Regions from separate parts of the Mus musculus genome. Here regions 1, 3, 4 and 5 are each linked to region 2. The links are chromatin contacts, called in public HiChIP or PLAC-seq and Micro-C maps. All regions are on one chromosome and are shown on one strand. Each heading gives the region's core, a stretch centred on a gene start, on an enhancer-like site or on the middle of the called end of the contact. The rest is flanking DNA. Distances are from core to core; before and after follow the strand shown.

What was found. A called contact is a pair of places that touch in the nucleus more often than the background predicts. HiChIP or PLAC-seq counts read pairs in DNA pulled down with a chosen protein or histone mark.
Region 1: a contact with region 2 is called in a Micro-C map of embryonic stem cells, with 2.8 times the contacts expected there. The contact joins the promoter of Cinp here to the promoter of Ckb in region 2. A contact is called at or near these places in 1 of 39 promoter capture datasets (liver) and 1 of 484 Hi-C or Micro-C datasets (embryonic stem cells).
Region 3: an H3K27ac HiChIP or PLAC-seq map of embryonic stem cells shows a contact between it and region 2, with 4 times the contacts expected there. The contact joins the promoter of Adssl1 here to the promoter of Ckb in region 2. A contact is called at or near these places in 3 of 39 promoter capture datasets (the 3T3-L1 cell line, embryonic stem cells and pre-B cells), 1 of 484 Hi-C or Micro-C datasets (cardiomyocytes), 7 of 115 datasets of contacts at active chromatin or transcription factors (embryonic forebrain, embryonic midbrain, embryonic stem cells and 3 more) and 1 of 9 other capture datasets (macrophages).
Region 4: a contact with region 2 is called in a Micro-C map of embryonic stem cells, with 2.7 times the contacts expected there. The contact joins the promoter of Hsp90aa1 here to the promoter of Ckb in region 2. A contact is called at or near these places in 1 of 39 promoter capture datasets (liver), 2 of 484 Hi-C or Micro-C datasets (both in embryonic stem cells) and 2 of 115 datasets of contacts at active chromatin or transcription factors (microglia and pancreatic cancer cells).
Region 5: a contact with region 2 is called in an HNF4G HiChIP or PLAC-seq map of pancreatic cancer cells. The contact joins the promoter of Wdr20 here to the promoter of Ckb in region 2. A contact is called at or near these places in 1 of 39 promoter capture datasets (liver) and 1 of 115 datasets of contacts at active chromatin or transcription factors (pancreatic cancer cells).

What each region holds. Positions count from the first base shown.
Region 1 is chr12:110,887,518-110,890,470 of GRCm38.p6, forward strand. Cinp (cyclin-dependent kinase 2 interacting protein) reads right to left here and starts at 1,628. Exons shown (of 5, transcript NM_026048.4): 1 at 1,549-1,628. The coding sequence starts at 1,555. It overlaps Tecpr2 (tectonin beta-propeller repeat containing 2), which reads left to right and starts at 1,747. Exons shown (of 20, transcript NM_001289510.1): 1 at 1,747-1,809.
Region 2 is chr12:111,670,775-111,673,802 of GRCm38.p6, forward strand. It overlaps Ckb (creatine kinase, brain), which reads right to left and starts at 1,564. Exons shown (of 8, transcript NM_021273.4): 1 at 1,456-1,564; 2 at 992-1,199; 3 at 651-805; 4 at 441-573; 5 at 99-270. The coding sequence starts at 1,184.
Region 3 is chr12:112,618,764-112,621,667 of GRCm38.p6, forward strand. Adssl1 (adenylosuccinate synthetase like 1) reads left to right here and starts at 1,284. Exons shown (of 13, transcript NM_007421.2): 1 at 1,284-1,547. The coding sequence starts at 1,356.
Region 4 is chr12:110,694,811-110,697,912 of GRCm38.p6, forward strand. It overlaps Hsp90aa1 (heat shock protein 90, alpha (cytosolic), class A member 1), which reads right to left and starts at 1,585. Exons shown (of 11, transcript NM_010480.5): 1 at 1,442-1,585; 2 at 709-870; 3 at 242-608. The coding sequence starts at 870.
Region 5 is chr12:110,736,681-110,739,835 of GRCm38.p6, forward strand. Wdr20 (WD repeat domain 20) reads left to right here and starts at 1,320. Exons shown (of 3, transcript NM_027149.4): 1 at 1,320-1,597. The coding sequence starts at 1,349.

The DNA of each region.
Region 1 (2,953 bases), core at 378-2,877, 780 kb before region 2:
TCTTCTTCTGACTTCCAAATTTAAACGCAACCAGAATTTATAGCTAAAATTCTACTTGTATATAATTGCTAACTTATCTGTAAGTTGCAATAAATATATTTGCAATAGTTAAATGCAAAAAGGGAAGTCATTGTCCTGGTTACTTTTGTGGTTAACTTGGTCAACCTGGGAAGAGAGAACCACAGTGTAACAACTGTTCGTGAGGATGTCTGCATGGTGAATGATGTACAAGGGCCTAACTCTCTGTGGTGCCGCAGCCCTTGGGCAATTGGTCCTGGGCTGTGTAAGAAACGATCTGAGGGGCTGGAGATGGCTCTGCGGACCTAGCACCCAAAAGAGGCTTACAATCAGCTGAGATTCCTATTCCAGAAGATACCATGTCCTCTTCTGGCCCCTGTGGATACAGCTGACACATGGTACGTTTACATAAATGTAGGTATTATACACGGAGAAGAAAATCCTAGGAAAAAGCAAGCCAGTAAGCAGCTATTCTTCATGGCTCCTGCCTCTGGTTCTGCTTGGGTTCCTACCGAGTTCCTTCATAGATGGATTGGGACCTGGAAGGGTAAGACAAATAAACCCTTTCCTTCCCAAGATGCTTTTTGGTGACGGTATTTTACCATGGCAACAGGAAGCAAGTTGAACAGTTATTTCCATCAAGAAGTCTTCCTGGACTCTCCCCCCCCAACCCCCGCCGCCGCCGCCCCCACTTCCACCCCTGGTTGCATTACGAGTCACTGCAGTAGACATATTATCTCCTATTCGTTGGCTGTCATCACATCCCCTAGTGAGTCAATTTCTTCTATTTCTTAATTCTATTTTCTCCGCAGGACTGAGTTCAACCACAGTAGGAGTTATGTCTTGTTCCCTCCCATAACTTGCACACACAGCTGATTGAGAATCAAACGGGCTCCATGGAGGAACTGCTCTCACCTCCTGCATTACATTCGTCCTTCTTCGGTAGGGGTCCCTAAGGGTGAGGATCACGGCTGACTAAGTTTGCCGGACCCACTTAGGAACCAAAAGCACAGCTCTGACTTCTAGACACTCAGAGACAAATGGGGAGATGTCAGTAATGTGAGTCGCAGGGCAGCTGGTAGAGAGAGAGGCACAGCAGTTTAGCTGCTTACCTCTTGTAAGCTACCAAAGCAAAACGGGACTCAGCAAGCCATACGCTAACGCACTGACCCATGCGACACGAACCGACAGAGACAGCCTTTATTACACACTGCAAGCTCCACGGCCCGTCTTACTGAATGCCGGAGTTTAGGGAAGGGTTCTCCGAGGGGCTGGCACGTCAGGCTTGGCTCCAATGTGCTCAGGGATGCTCTGAGCGTCACACCACTGACACTTCACGCACATCACCGCACTCAGACGACACTCACACCGTAATGAACAAGGCTCCCGGCAGCCCACGAGGTCCAGGCGCGCCCTGCATGTCACGTCGCGCGCGGACTCATGACCTCCCCCACCCACCCTCCCACCCCTCATGACCACGTCCACGACCTGCAGCCCCCACAACTAGGGAAACACAGCACTGTCACGCACCTTCCATGCGGCGGCCCACAGGTAGATTCCTGAGAAGACCCAAAAACCCGCCTGCGAACTGAGGAAGTGACGTCACTTCCGTCCTTGGGCCCGCCCACACTTGTGGCTCTGCCGCTCTAGCCCTCCGCGGAGTCACTGCTACTCTCTGAGGCCTAACCCGTTGCCTAGGCAACAGGCTCCCAGCAGCCCCTGCGGCCCGGAGTCCATCCCGCCTCCTCCGGGTTGGCGGGGCTGAGGTGTCCTGAGGGGCTGCCGCGGGAGGTGAGTTCGGGAGCGCGCGGGCGGGTGCCGGACGCCTCCGACGTCCCCGACGCCGCCCCTCGCCTTTCCTCCCCCTGGCAGAGCCGCCTTCCCCTGTCTCAGCCCCTCAGCGTCTCCACAGCCGCGTCGCCGTCCCCCTGGCAGCCGCCGCACGCGGCGCATCTGTCAGCCGGAGTCTGTGCAGAGCACCGGGCGTCGCAGCGTTCGCACACCGCCCCGGGCCGCCCTGGCGTCCCGGCTCCCCTCGCTCCTCCCCTCCTGCCCCACCCTGCATCCCTCTCGCGGCCGGCTCCAGGCTCCTCAGCCTGGAGATTGACATTGCGTTCTGTTCTGTCCCCCCGATCCTCAGCTGGATCCCTTACATTGCCGCTGGCTTGGCCGCCCAGTAGGAGTTGAGTAAGGGTTGGTTAAATGGATACCGAATGCCTCCCGGTGTGGCCCCCGAGGCGGAATGGACAGTGAATGGGGTGACCCTGGGTCAGACTCGGGGTCAGGTCATTGCGCTTCCCCTTCCTACCCGTTTACTGGAGCAAGTGTCAACTTCCTAGCTTCAGTTTCGTCATCCGTAAAATGATAAGTTTTTATCTTGGGATAGTGGAGGATTAAATGGGTCAGTGCATGCATGCACAGCCGACCGTCCAGGGTCTGACTGAATATGATCAAGGTTAGTCTCTGCTGTCACCCACACGGCTCTGTGGGCTTCGCTGCTTTTTCCTCTAGTCCCTTAAGTCTCTGGTTTCCCATTTCTTTCCATCTCCGTCTTTACTTTTCTTTCCTACCCTTTGTGCTTCCTTTCTTTCTCACCGATATTCAGGTATTTTTCTGTTCCATTTGTTGGCAGCATGTGAGGTGTATCGTTTTGTCGTTGACTGGAATGATCATTTGCAGCCAAGGTTTTGAAAACTTTTGGAGCAGGGAGTTGTGGGAAATCAGGTCCTAGGTATGAAGTTGCTCTAGTCTCTTATCGCCAGAGAGTCCTTGTCTTCGAAGCTGTTACACTTTTTGTACCTACTCGCACCCAGCTGTAATGCTGATATACCTGTGATCATTTTGTTTGTTTTTGCAACCTGACTTACAGCCCGTGTTTGTTCATTCATTGAGTGTTTACTAGACTTCCCTCATGCCAGTTGCTGGGCCAGGCCCT
Region 2 (3,028 bases), core at 314-2,813:
AGAACCAAGGTCACCTGGGCGGAGGGAGGCACTGCACAAACTAGGAATTCAGGGCAGGCCCCACCTTCTAGGGACTGGGGGGGGGGGGGGGCTCGTACCATATGCCACGAGCATCCGGCCAGTCCCGGGCCATGCCGGAGGCCAGCAGCAGAGGCGACACAGGCTTATCGAAGAGGAAGTGGTCGTCAATGAGCTGCTGCTGCTCCGCCTCAGTCATGCTCTTGAGCGCGTAGTACCTGCCAGACAGGTCGCCATCTAGGCTGGACAGAGCTGCGGAGTGCAGAGTTCAAGGACAGGGTGGGCGGGCGAGCAAGCCCGCCGCCCCGCCTGCAGCAGTGTGTCCCCGCGGGCGAAGGTGGGTCTTCGACCCTCAGTCCCCAGTGGGAACGCGCGCGCAGAGAAGAGCGCAGCAGCTCTGGAGGCTGTTACCCGACCCCTACCTTCTACTGCCAGCTTCTCGATGGCGCGGCGCTCCCCGCGGCTGCAGTGCGGGGGGAGACAGAAGCCGCGGATGCTGCGGCCTGTGCGCACTCGCGAGCTCAGCACGTAGTTGGGGTCCAGGTCATCGCCACCCTGGGAATACAAGGTGGTGGCTAGAGTGAGCGCCGAGACCCCTCTCCCCAGCACGCCCGGACCCTGATTCCCCGCACCTGCAGGTTGTCTGGGTTGAGGTCGGTCTTGTGCTCATCACTGGGCTGGTAGCCGCCGTGCCGCTCCTCAATAATGGGGTCGAAGAGGTCCTTGAATACGTCGTAACTCTCCTCGTCGCCCGCCACTGCACCCACAGTCATGATGTACGGGTGGCCTGGAGGAGGGGCGCGGCGACAGTGACGTCACCGTCAGGCAGGAGCAAGCCGAGGCTCTTAAGGCTAAGCGCGGAGAGGGGAACAGGGGACCCCAGCCCACCGAAGGTTCAGGGAAGAGCAGTGGGATCCTTGCCCGGGGGGCTTCTTGGGGAGGCGGAAGCCTGACGCTACAGGGGTGTGCATACCCGGATTGTCTACGCCAGTCTGAATGGCGTCGTCCAAAGTAAAGCCGCTCGGCGTGCACTTGGCACGGAGCTCGGCGTACAGCTCCGGGGTCAGCACCTTGGCCATATGGTTGTTGTGGCTGCTCAGATCAGGGAACTCATCCTCGGCCGGGAAGCGCAGCTTCTGCGTATTATGGCTGTTGGAGAAGGGCATGGCGGCGGCAGCGGGCTGCAGGGAAGAGCGGGGTCAGAGGAGATTTAAACACCGGCCGCCAGGGACCTGCAAACCACTTGGGACCCCCGAGACTTTCCCTGGACGCCACCAAGGTCAGCGAGGTCTGCATCGTCAGAGTCCAGCGCATCCCAAGTTCCCGGGCGGGTCCGATGAGCGCTCCCGGCAGCGAGGCTGCGCGTGATGCCCCGGTCCCGCACCCCACAGCGTAGAGCCCCGCAGGACTATACCCCTGGCCCTTGGACCCGCTCACCGGGATGCCGGACGAAGCAGGGGCGATGGATGCCTGTGCTTGCAGCTCCTGGCGCAGCGCAGAAGAACGACGGCTGCTCGCTGCTCCCTGAGCTCTTAAGGGGCGCGTCGCCGGCCTCCCATTGGCGGCTATTTATAGCCCATTCATTCCATTGGTCCGCGCTTTGGGGTGGTGCCGCCGCTTTGTCCGAGGCAGCAGCCCTTGACACCCCCAGCGGCCCACCCTAGCGGTCCCCAAGTCTCGACCCCGCTGCGCAGTTTGGCCACCCCGGTGGTGCTCGCACAGGATCCCTAAGACGAAACCCCAGAGCCATAGATATCCTAGACCTGCTTCACACACACTGCCGGGGGCAGGAAACTGAGTCTGGGAAGCCAGATGGCACTTGAGGCTCCTGCCTTCCCTGTCTCCTCAGGCCGACTGCGTTGTAGAGAGGGTCATGGTGAGAGTCCAGGTTTTTAACATTGGGTACAGCATCCAAACACCGCATCCAGGCCATATCCTCAAGAGCCACAGAGCCGCCGACCTTCCTCAAGGTGCCTGCGGGCATCTCCTGGGTGTTCTTGGTGCAACACCAGAGGCGCAGTCTGGCTGAGGTCCCGCCCGGAAGCACCCAGGGTGTTCTGACCTTGGGCGGGCTCTAAGGAACACCGCCAAGACCCTTGGACCCAGACCCTGAAAGATTCAAGACATTTAGTTCCTAGAGACTGTTTTTGAATCTCCAAATTCTCATCTCCTGTCCCTTTTCTCGGGGGACCGGTTTCTACCACCGCACCCACAAAGAACTCCCCAACACCGGCAGGCAAACTGGGGGTGGAGGAAGCACCAGTCAAAATTAAGCTCATTAATCAGATCCAACACATTGAAACAGTCTCTCTCCCCGTGCCACCCCCCCCCACACACACACACAGGGGAAACCTGGAATTTGACCACAGCCAGTGCCAGGTGTGAATTGGAATGTGTGAAGATAGGCGTTCGCACCTTGCCTGCTGCAGCTGCCAGCAGCTTCATCTTTTTCTGGAAAGTAATTTGGCAGTATTTGTTAAAAAATTTTTAAATTGCTCTATGACCTAGCATTCCCACTTCTAGGAATGCAGCCTACAGAAAGACGGTGTCCCTTCTCTACAAACAGATCAGGAAACGTGTAGAGGGAGAAAGTTTGGATTCGATCTGATGCTCATTAGGGAATGGTCGTGGGTAGAAAAGTGTGGTAGATGGTGCAGTTGATACAAATAGAGAGGTGAGGTCCTGCGTGGCGGCACACCCTTTCTTTTTTTCTTTTTCTTTTTTGGTTTGTTTGTTTGTTTAAGACAGGGTTTCTCTGTGTAGCCCTGGCTGTCCTGGAACTCACTCTGTAGACCAGGCTGGCCTCGAACTCAGAAATTCGCCTGCCTCTGCCTCACAAGTGCTGGGATTAAAGGCATGGGCCACCACGTCCAGCTGCAGCACACCCTTTCAATCCAAGCACGAGGAAGGCAGAGACAAGCAGATCTCTGTGAGATCCCTCAGGCAGATCCTTCCTCTAAAAAGAGAGTCCAGAACAGCCCTGTCTCAAAAAAAAATCAGTATCTGTGCT
Region 3 (2,904 bases), core at 34-2,533, 950 kb after region 2:
CCCCTTGTCTCCGTTCCTGCATCAGCCTTCTCTGCCTGCTTTGCCTTCTGAGCACACCTTCCTGAAAGACCTTATCAGGGATTTCTGCCTGTCCCAGCCACTGCTCAGGAGATCTTGGCCTGAACCACTAACTCTAGATGCCACGTCTACTCGCTTGCCCCCTCCCCACTGTGGCACTGAGTGAGGTAGAGAAGGATATTGTAATCTGCACACAAAGACTGTAAGGCTCTTCTAAGAAGTAGTGTCCAGATCCGAGGCCCTGACTGCTTCAGCCATAGCAACTGAAGAGAGTGTCTATGTCCCTATGTGAAACAGAAGACACAGACCACCATGACCTGCACAGCCAGGGAGGGTAGCAGCAGTGTGGCTGAGGCTGACTGGGAATAGCCTCTCTTCCCCAAGCTGGGGGAGGGGGGGTGTCAGTCCCCCAGAGGGTGTGTCTAGTCTCACTGGTCTTGTGACAGTCCTGCGAACTGCCCCCAGGACAACTAGGAGCCTGACTGCTCTGTGAACCTGTCCCAGGGGTCAGTTAGCACACCCTGGAAGGACACGCACCAGTGGGGGGCTGGGGGGAGCATGCCACACAGGCCTCCCAGCCTCAGGACTTTCCCTTGTCCCTGTTTCCAGTCTGGACTGAGTGGCAGAAACCATCGACCCCGAGGTCTCTTGGAAAGTTGAATCCTCCTCTGCTCCTGTGTCCCTCAAGTTGCTCTGACCCCGAGCGGATGTGGGTACTTCATCTTACACTTGGCGCTGGGCTAGTAGCTAGCTACAGCCACCCAAGAGCTGCATATCCTGGGCCAGCAGGGGTGACTATGTGGCCTGGTGGAGAGAGATCGTCTTAGTTAAGGTGACTTTCTGGGCGGCTCTCAGGAGAACCGTTCCTGGTCCTGGACTCGAGGTTCAAGACGGGAAAACAGGTGATCCCGCAGGCAGATCCTCCAGATTAACGGCAAAGAAACATCTGTGGTTCTGCTTTTGTTAACCGCTCTCTTGCCCCGGAAAAAGCAGCCTCCTCCGCTGTTTGTGCAACCCCAAACCCTAGTCCTAGCAGGCCAGTGGGCAGGGGTAGAGTCCGGGTCGTGCAGCACTGGCACCTCTCACGTCCTAGGGTGTTCTGAGTCATCTGCTTGCCCAAGTCGTGTCGGGGCGTCTAGCACCCTAAGTGCGCGCCATCTGCAGCGACAGCGGCAGGGACAGGGAGCTGTGGCCGCAGGTCACCGAGGTGCGTCACCGCGTGCGCAGGACCCGCCCCCGGCCCGCCCCCCTCTCTAGGCGTCCGCATTTAATGGAGCGAGAGCTCTGGCGGCGGCGGGCTCTCGCTTGGCCCAGAGCAGCAGAGGAGCTAAGCCAGCATGTCCGGGACCCGAGCCTCCAACGACCGGCCCCCCGGCACAGGCGGAGTCAAGAGGGGGCGGCTGCAGCAGGAGGCGGCGGCGACAGGCTCCCGCGTGACCGTGGTGCTGGGCGCGCAGTGGGGGGACGAGGGCAAAGGCAAGGTGGTGGACCTGCTGGCCACGGACGCCGACATCGTCAGTCGCTGCCAGGTGCGGGCCAGGCGCCGAGTCCCTCCCTAACCTGCCCAGCGAGCCTCTCCCCTTCCCCGGGATCCGGACGAACCCCTTCCTCCTGTGCCCTGAGTGGGTCACAGCCTTTTGGATTCCTCCCTCCCAGGAGTACCTTCCCCACTGCCTAAGTCCTCCTTCCCACACACACCCTCTCACACAAAGCTCTTGGCCTCCCACCACCCACCCACCTCCTCCCCAGGGCAATGGCAGGAGCCCGAGCTAAAAATATAAGTCGCTGAGTTGAGGACATGGGATCCTCAGGGGTAGGGCGTTCCAGGGCGGTGATGGTGGGCCCTCCAGTGGGGAAAGCCCCAACGGGGTGGGTCGAGGTACCCTAAGATGCAGCAAAGGGTGAGAGCTGCTTTCTGAGAAGGGGGGTGTCCTCGGCGAGTCAGCCAGGCAGAGACAGGATGAAGATAGGTTTCTAACCTAGAGGAACGCAGGGTCAGGAGCCTAAAGCAGAGTTCAAAGGGGTCTGGCTGACATGGAGAAAGGAGGAGTCACAGATTTCCCGGGCAGGGTGTGACCCGGTGGCTGGTAGTGCTCAGAGAAGGCCAGAGACAGTCTTTGTGCCCTTGGCCAGCTGCAAAGTGCTCTGAGCACCCACATTTGTTCTGACTGACTCTGGACAGCGGGTGGGTACTCTCCTAGGGCTAGCTGCCTGCTCTCCTTAAGTCTCTGTGGTGTTGAGCTGCAGCTAACAGCCACACTGCCTCTGCGGTGCCATCCTCAGCACAGAGGGCTCGGTTTGAGGGAAGATACTCTGTGATACTGGGTTTGGAGCCACACTTATGGCTGCTGACCCAAATGAAGGTGGGAACACCTGCTGGAGTTCTGTCTCCCTGGTTCTGTGGCTTTCTTGCTGAGTTCCCGAGGACTCCTAGGAGGCCTCCGGAGGCATAGCTTGGTTCCCTGGGCCACATTTGCCCAGCTGGGGATGAGGATTTCTGGAAACTCTCTTAAGAATGAGGAGCTACCCTGCTCTCTCACCCTGTTCACCCCTCTCCCTTGAAGTCTCTAGGTCCTAAGGACAGACCTTGGGCCTCCTAAGCCCTACACCTTGCATGCATTGTCCAGCTATGTGTATGTAACTGGGATTTACTCCCAGCGGTCTGGAGTCCTGCTCTCCAGCGACCCAGCACCAAAGCCCCCACCCTTCCTCAGAGCCGTTTGCTCCTGTGGCGCCTACAGTCTTTCCACACAACTTGCTGGGTTTGGTCAGCACTGTCAGGGGTGAGCCTCGATGGTCCCAGGCTCCGTCTCCTTCTGCGGACACAGTTCTGGGTGAAGATGAGCTATCCCTGCTCTATGCCCAAGTCACCATGACAGATCCAGA
Region 4 (3,102 bases), core at 335-2,834, 980 kb before region 2:
TTCCTTGCCCAAGATGTACAACTGAGCAAACAGCCATACATTTTTCCTATTTCCTAGCCCAGGTCCTGAAGCTCCCTTTAGATTAACAATTTTGTTGAAAAGCTCAGGACTTAGCACTAAGGCTATGTATGCCAGACTGCTCTTTAACTCTTCAACTCTCCAAGTTAACCCTCTCAAGCACTTACTGAAGTTAACCAGACACCCCCTACAATTGAATACATTCCTTTTGGCCTATGCCTACCTGTGTCAGTCCTCACTGTGAAGGATCCCCCAGCTGAGGACTCCCAGGCATACTGCTCATCGTCGTTATGCTTCGTGATGACAGTCACTTTCTCAGCAACCAAATAGGCAGAGTAAAAACCAACACCAAACTGGCCAATCATAGAGATATCTGCACCAGCCTGCAAAGCCTCCATGAAGGCTTTGGTGCCCGACTTGGCAATGGTGCCAAGGTTATTGATCAAGTCGGCCTTGGTCATTCCAATCCCGGTATCCACAATGGTCAGGGTTCGGTCCTGTTTGCTGGGAATGAGATTGATGTGCAGCTCCTTCCCCGAGTCCAGTTTACTGGGGTCCGTCAGGCTCTCGTAACGGATTTTATCCAGAGCCTATTAAGAAAAGATTAAAAATGAAAAAACCGTCAAGCGCAAACCCCAAGGTGAAATTTTCAGGGAAAGCAACGTCCAATCCTCCAAGTGGTATACTCACGTCCGATGAATTGGAGATGAGCTCCCTCAGAAAGATCTCTTTGTTCGAGTAGAAGGTATTGATGATCAAGGACATTAACTGGGCAATTTCTGCCTGAAAGGCAAAGGTCTCGACCTCCTCCTCCTCCATTGGTTGGTCTTGGGTCTGGGTTTCCTCAGGCATCTGGAACACAGAGGACGACTCTAAAGCCTCACAGAATGGCTGCAGGCGTGCTAACGACCGCCCCTCCTCTATAGAGGTCTCTTACCGACTCTATTTTGGACTAAGAAAGGGACGAAATAGAAAAGGGCGACGGGGCGGGGGGTGGATGACAAAGGGATGACCTCATTTCAGAATGCGGTAATTACGAAGCGCATGTGCGCGCCTCCGGGAGGACGTTCGGACCCGGGCGGCTCCACGCACGCCGTTCCTAACGGCCACCCTCCCCCAACCCGCCGCTATGGCGCCTCCCTCGCCCGCCCGCGCCTCGGCGGCACCGGCGACAGCCCAACCCTCGCTTCGCTCGCCCCGCGCCCGCCTCGCCGCCGCCACCGCTCCTCCTCGGCGGCCATTGCCGCATCCCCGGCCTGGGGCGTAGATATGAGGCCCGCCTGGGGCCTAGGGTCGGAAGCCATGGCCGCCCACCTCCGCGGGCTGAGGGAACTCGGATGGTGGCCCCGCTGCCGCCGCGGCGCCAGCAACCTACGGCCCTGCTCCCCAAGCCCCCGCTAAGTCCGCCTGCGCCATCACTCACCGTGGCTGAATGAACACGCACGAGACGTGACGCTCCGCACCAGGACACTGAAGCAACTGGCGCGCCGCCCCCTGCGCCGGCCTTATATAGAGGCGGGCCCGCCCAGCGCGCGGCGCTTCTTTCCAGAAGCCTCCGGAACCTTCCGGAAGAACCCTCCCCAACCGTCGCCTCGGCCGCGCGCCCGCGCCTGCGCAATGGACGGGCCCCGCCCCTCCACCTGGAGCGCGCCGAACCCGCGCGGAGAACGAACGCAAGCCCCTCCTCCACAGCCAGGTGCTCTGCACATGCGCAGTCCGGAACGCTCGGCGGGCCGGGCGCCTTCCCGGGCCGCACGCGCGCGCGCGGACGGGCCGGCCAGCGCATGCGCCTGAAGCCTCCATGTGAGCCCTGTGGTCTAAGGCTTCTTTTCCCCGGCGCTCTGTAAAAGGGACGTCCCCATGGGAACGCGCGCGTGTTGTGTGAACCTCGCGGTCCTCTGCGGCGCTTTAGGTCCTTGCAGGCAAAAGGTCCCCCTTCGGGCTCCCTTTGGGAACGCGGACCCCGCAGGAGGCGAGTCCCGCCCCCCCCCTGGCTTCCACCTTGATGGGTGGGGCGCCTCCCGGACTGGGGTTCTGGTTGCGTAGTCTGAATTTCAGGGCTGACCCCGCTGGAGTGTGTTCTGAAGCCTTACAGTGGGCTTACTGAGAGACCTTACACGGTGGGTCTTACAAATCCGTCCAGAGTGCTTGGGGATTTCTCTTTGACCAAAAGCTATGACCCTCAAATTGGGCGTTGTGAGGGATTTTGTATCAAATTTGTGCTACCTTAATTTACTGTAATTTTGGGGCTGGAAAGATGGCTCTTCCAGTAAAGGTGCTTGGGTTTGATATCTGCCACCCAGAGCGTGGGAAAAAAAGCTAGCCTTCAGCGCTGTGTCTCCCACGTGCCCATACACACACACACTCGCACAGTGTGAAAATAAGTGTAAAGGACTAGAGAGATGGCTGGGAGCAGTTAGTGGTGCCAAACACGCACGTTAAGGCAGCTCACAACCACCAGTTACTACAGTTCTTGGAAATAAACTATCCTCTCTGGCCTCCACGGGCACCAGGAACACACATGGTGCACAGGCACACGCAGTCAAAAAATGGTCATATAAAACACTCTATCCTGATTTTTGAAGCACCTTCATATGGTGTACATACGAAGTTACTTTGGGCGATTAACGTGACCCAAAAGATAGTTTCCTTGTTTGTTTATCTTTAATATAGGCTTCGGTTTCACTCCCCATACCTTTCCTTTGGGTTACTCCCACCCTGTATTTCCTATTTCCGCATCTTTTCCTGCTGACAAAACGATTACTAAGATTAGAAAGAAAAGGGCTGGAGAGATAGCTCAGTGGTTAAAAGCATGGACTGGTCTTCCAGAGGACCCAGGTTCAATTCCCAACACCCACAAGGCAGCTCACAGCTGTCCATAACTCCAATATCTGACACCTTCACACAAACATACATGTAGGCAAAACACCAATACACATAAAATAATAAATAAAAGCTTAGAAAGAAAAGAAGCCGGGAAAGAGGAAGCCAGGCAGTGGTGGCATAAGCCTTTTTAATCCAAGCACTCGGGAGGGAGTCAGAGGCAGGTGGATTTCTGAGTTTGATGACAGCCTGGTCTACAGG
Region 5 (3,155 bases), core at 70-2,569, 930 kb before region 2:
ATTTAGTGAAATACAGTATCAAAAACAAAAACAACAAAAAAAGGATTTACTGTAGTGCTTTTTTTTTTTTCTTTTGCCAGTTCTACAGGATGTTAGTCAAATGCCTTATTACATCACTGGCACAGTTTCTACTGTGTCTGTACTTGCTTCCCACTACATAAAATGGCTATGATTTATACTTCTTTAGAACACTCCCCCTTGTGTACAATTAATTTTTGTGAGGTTGGAGTCTCGGTCTGTGGGCTCGGGTAGCAGCCTCCCAGCTCCGGGCTCAGGCATTCCTTCTGTCTGGAAGCACAGGTGCCCACAGTGTACTGGGCTCGCTCTACAGACAGGATTTCTCAGGGATAGGTCATTCTTCGTGTAACATTTTCTCCGCTCTAGAATTCTATTTTAACGTTTATCACTTTAGAAGCCTTTGTATTCCAGTGCACACACCCAGAAATCGAAGCATCAAATGGTGACTGTTAGGTCCTACTTTAATGTGTGCGCTTGCCTTCACCTAATACTTTGTACAGGATATTCAGCACAACTCGATGGTTCTCCTGGCAAACAACTTCAGGTTCCGTTTGAGGCTTTAAGAAAATCAATTAGCTTAACCTTTATTAAGAGGCACAGGAGACAGAAGTTCCGACAGAACCTACTTTCTCAAGAACAAGCCAATGCTCACCAGGAAGGTTTCAGGTGAGACTTGAAAACACAAGTCCTGTACATTCATGCGGTTCTTCCCACCCCGCCTACAAAACCCAACCCAACCCAACCAAACCAAACCAAACCAAACCCTGAGCTGTAATAAAGCCCAATCCATCGATATCTTCTGTGAGACGTAGAGGGGCTTGTCACCAGGCATCGGTACCCCGCACCCAAGCGGACCGTCGGAGTCCTCCCTAGCTTCCCAGGGAGGATCGCGGACAGCTGGGACATACACGTCCAAACACCGGACTTCACTGCTCGCCTCAGGCTCTGCCGGGACCACCAGCTGGCCAAGGCCAACGCGGTGGCGTCTCTTAGGGATCGGGTCCCTCAGCGAAGCTGCAGAGCGAGACAGGAGCCCCGCACCAACGCTCAGCGCGCTCGCTTCGACCCGCACCAGGAGGGCGGCACCCAGGGGAGGAGCTTGCGCACGCCCCTCCGGGTGGAGCGCGCCAGGTGAGCGCGCGTGCGCAGTTGGACCATTAAAAACTAGCCCGCCCCCTTCGCTTCGGCCCGCCTTCGTGGGGGCTGGCTCGCCAGTGGGCGGGGCCGCGGAGAAGGGGGTGGGGAGTGGAGAAAGCGAGCGGCCGAGGACGGCGCCTGCGCGGTGGGCGTGATCCGGGCACTTAGGGCAGGATGAACGCTGCTTTCCAAGATGGCGACGGAGGGAGGAGGGAAGGAGATGAACGAGATTAAGACCCAATTCACCACCCGGGAAGGTCTGTACAAGCTGCTGCAGCACTCGGAGTACAGCCGGCCCAACCGGGTGCCCTTCAACTCGCAGGGATCCAACCCTGTCCGCGTCTCCTTCGTAAACCTCAACGACCAGTCTGGCAACGGCGACCGCCTCTGCTTCAATGTGGGCCGGGAGCTCTACTTCTATATCTACAAGGGGGTCCGCAAGGTACCGACCCGGGCGTCACCGGGGGCGCGCCGGCGGCGCGGGCCGAGGCCGGGAGCTGGGCGGTGACAGCGAGGCCGGGGTGACCGGTGGGGGCGGCCGGCACTTGTACTTTTGAGTGGGCCGGTAACTCCGCTGAGGTGCTCCGGAGGAGAGGGGGCTTCGGGAGTGAGGCGCCGGCGGCAGCGCTGCCTCCTAGGGGAGGAGGGGGCTCTGGAGCCGGGTCGCGGAGATGCCCCGGGAGTAGCCGGTCGCCTCCTCCCCCGGCGGGGTCTGTCAGGTTCCGATCCCGCCCGGGAGCGGGCCTGCGAGTCCCCGGAAGAGGTGCGGCGGCCGTTTTAGGTGGCCTCGCTTCCCGGGAGGCTCGAGAGTCCTGCCCTGGGTGAGAGAACCGGGACGCGAGGCGGCTTGGAAAGGTCCGTAAGGCGGAACCGGGACAGGGAGGCGGAGGACTTGGAGACTAGGTCAGAAAGGACCTGCTCGGCACGCAGGGCTACTCCACCTGCTGCCGCACTGACACTTCTCCTGGTGTCAGCACTGTTTCCAAAAACCTTTCCGGGAGGTCGCCTGTCATTGTCTCCGCGGAGGGAACCGTCTCCCGAAAGGTTTTTGAAGAGGGTCATTCTGTCCCTTGCAGTGTAAGAGGGCTGAGTACTCAAGACTAGGGAGGTTGGAATTATGTTTTCAAATAGGCTAAGTTGCTTCAGAGGTGTTGTGTGTGAGCGTGCCTAGATTTATCTTGTCTAACGAGTCAGGCTATGTCCCAAACAGGGAGGGATAGGCCTTAAATGCTACTTTAAAGTAACCAGCCAAGAACTTAACAGTAATTCTGTGACGCATGCAATCGAGTTTTAAAATGTCTCGTTAAAAGCAGCAATTTATTGGCGCTTTTATTTTATTTTATTTTTTTATTTTTTGGTCACTGGCAAGAATTGCTTATTTTAACTTTTGACCATTGAGAGAGTAAGGAAATGTATGCACTCCATAGCACCTCCAACGGAATGTGACAAGGTGATGGAAGATTCACTTATAAATGTTCAGTTAGTGGGAAAGTACGTTGTCCATATTGAAGAGGACGTGTTCCCAGGGATGGCTATATCCAAAGTCAGCTGCTGTTTATGTTGCACTGTACGGTTAGGAGGACAAGGGAAGGAATGATGGTGTGCAAACGTAAGCTTGTTTCTTTGGTCCAAGGTGAATCTTCTGACTTGTCTTTATTCTTGTCAGTGAACTCCCGAAGCGTTTGGAAATAGCTGGTTGACTCTCCTCTCTCGGGGTTGGGAAAGTATCCAGTGGTTTGAAGAGTAGGAACTGAAGTTTTAGTGCAGTTCCCAACCCTGTTACTGACTCACTGCTGGCTGACCTTGGATACCTGGGAAACTTTCCTTTGCACTTCTTTAAAAAGGGAGGCTGCAGTGCACATGTTATAATTCGTAATAGCTGTGATGGCCATTAGAGTCCTGACACACTCAGGAGATGTAAATTAGAGTTAAAGCAAGCATTGAGAGGAACTGCCGTCTCAACATTCCTGCTCTGACTGAAATACCAGATTTTTCTCTGG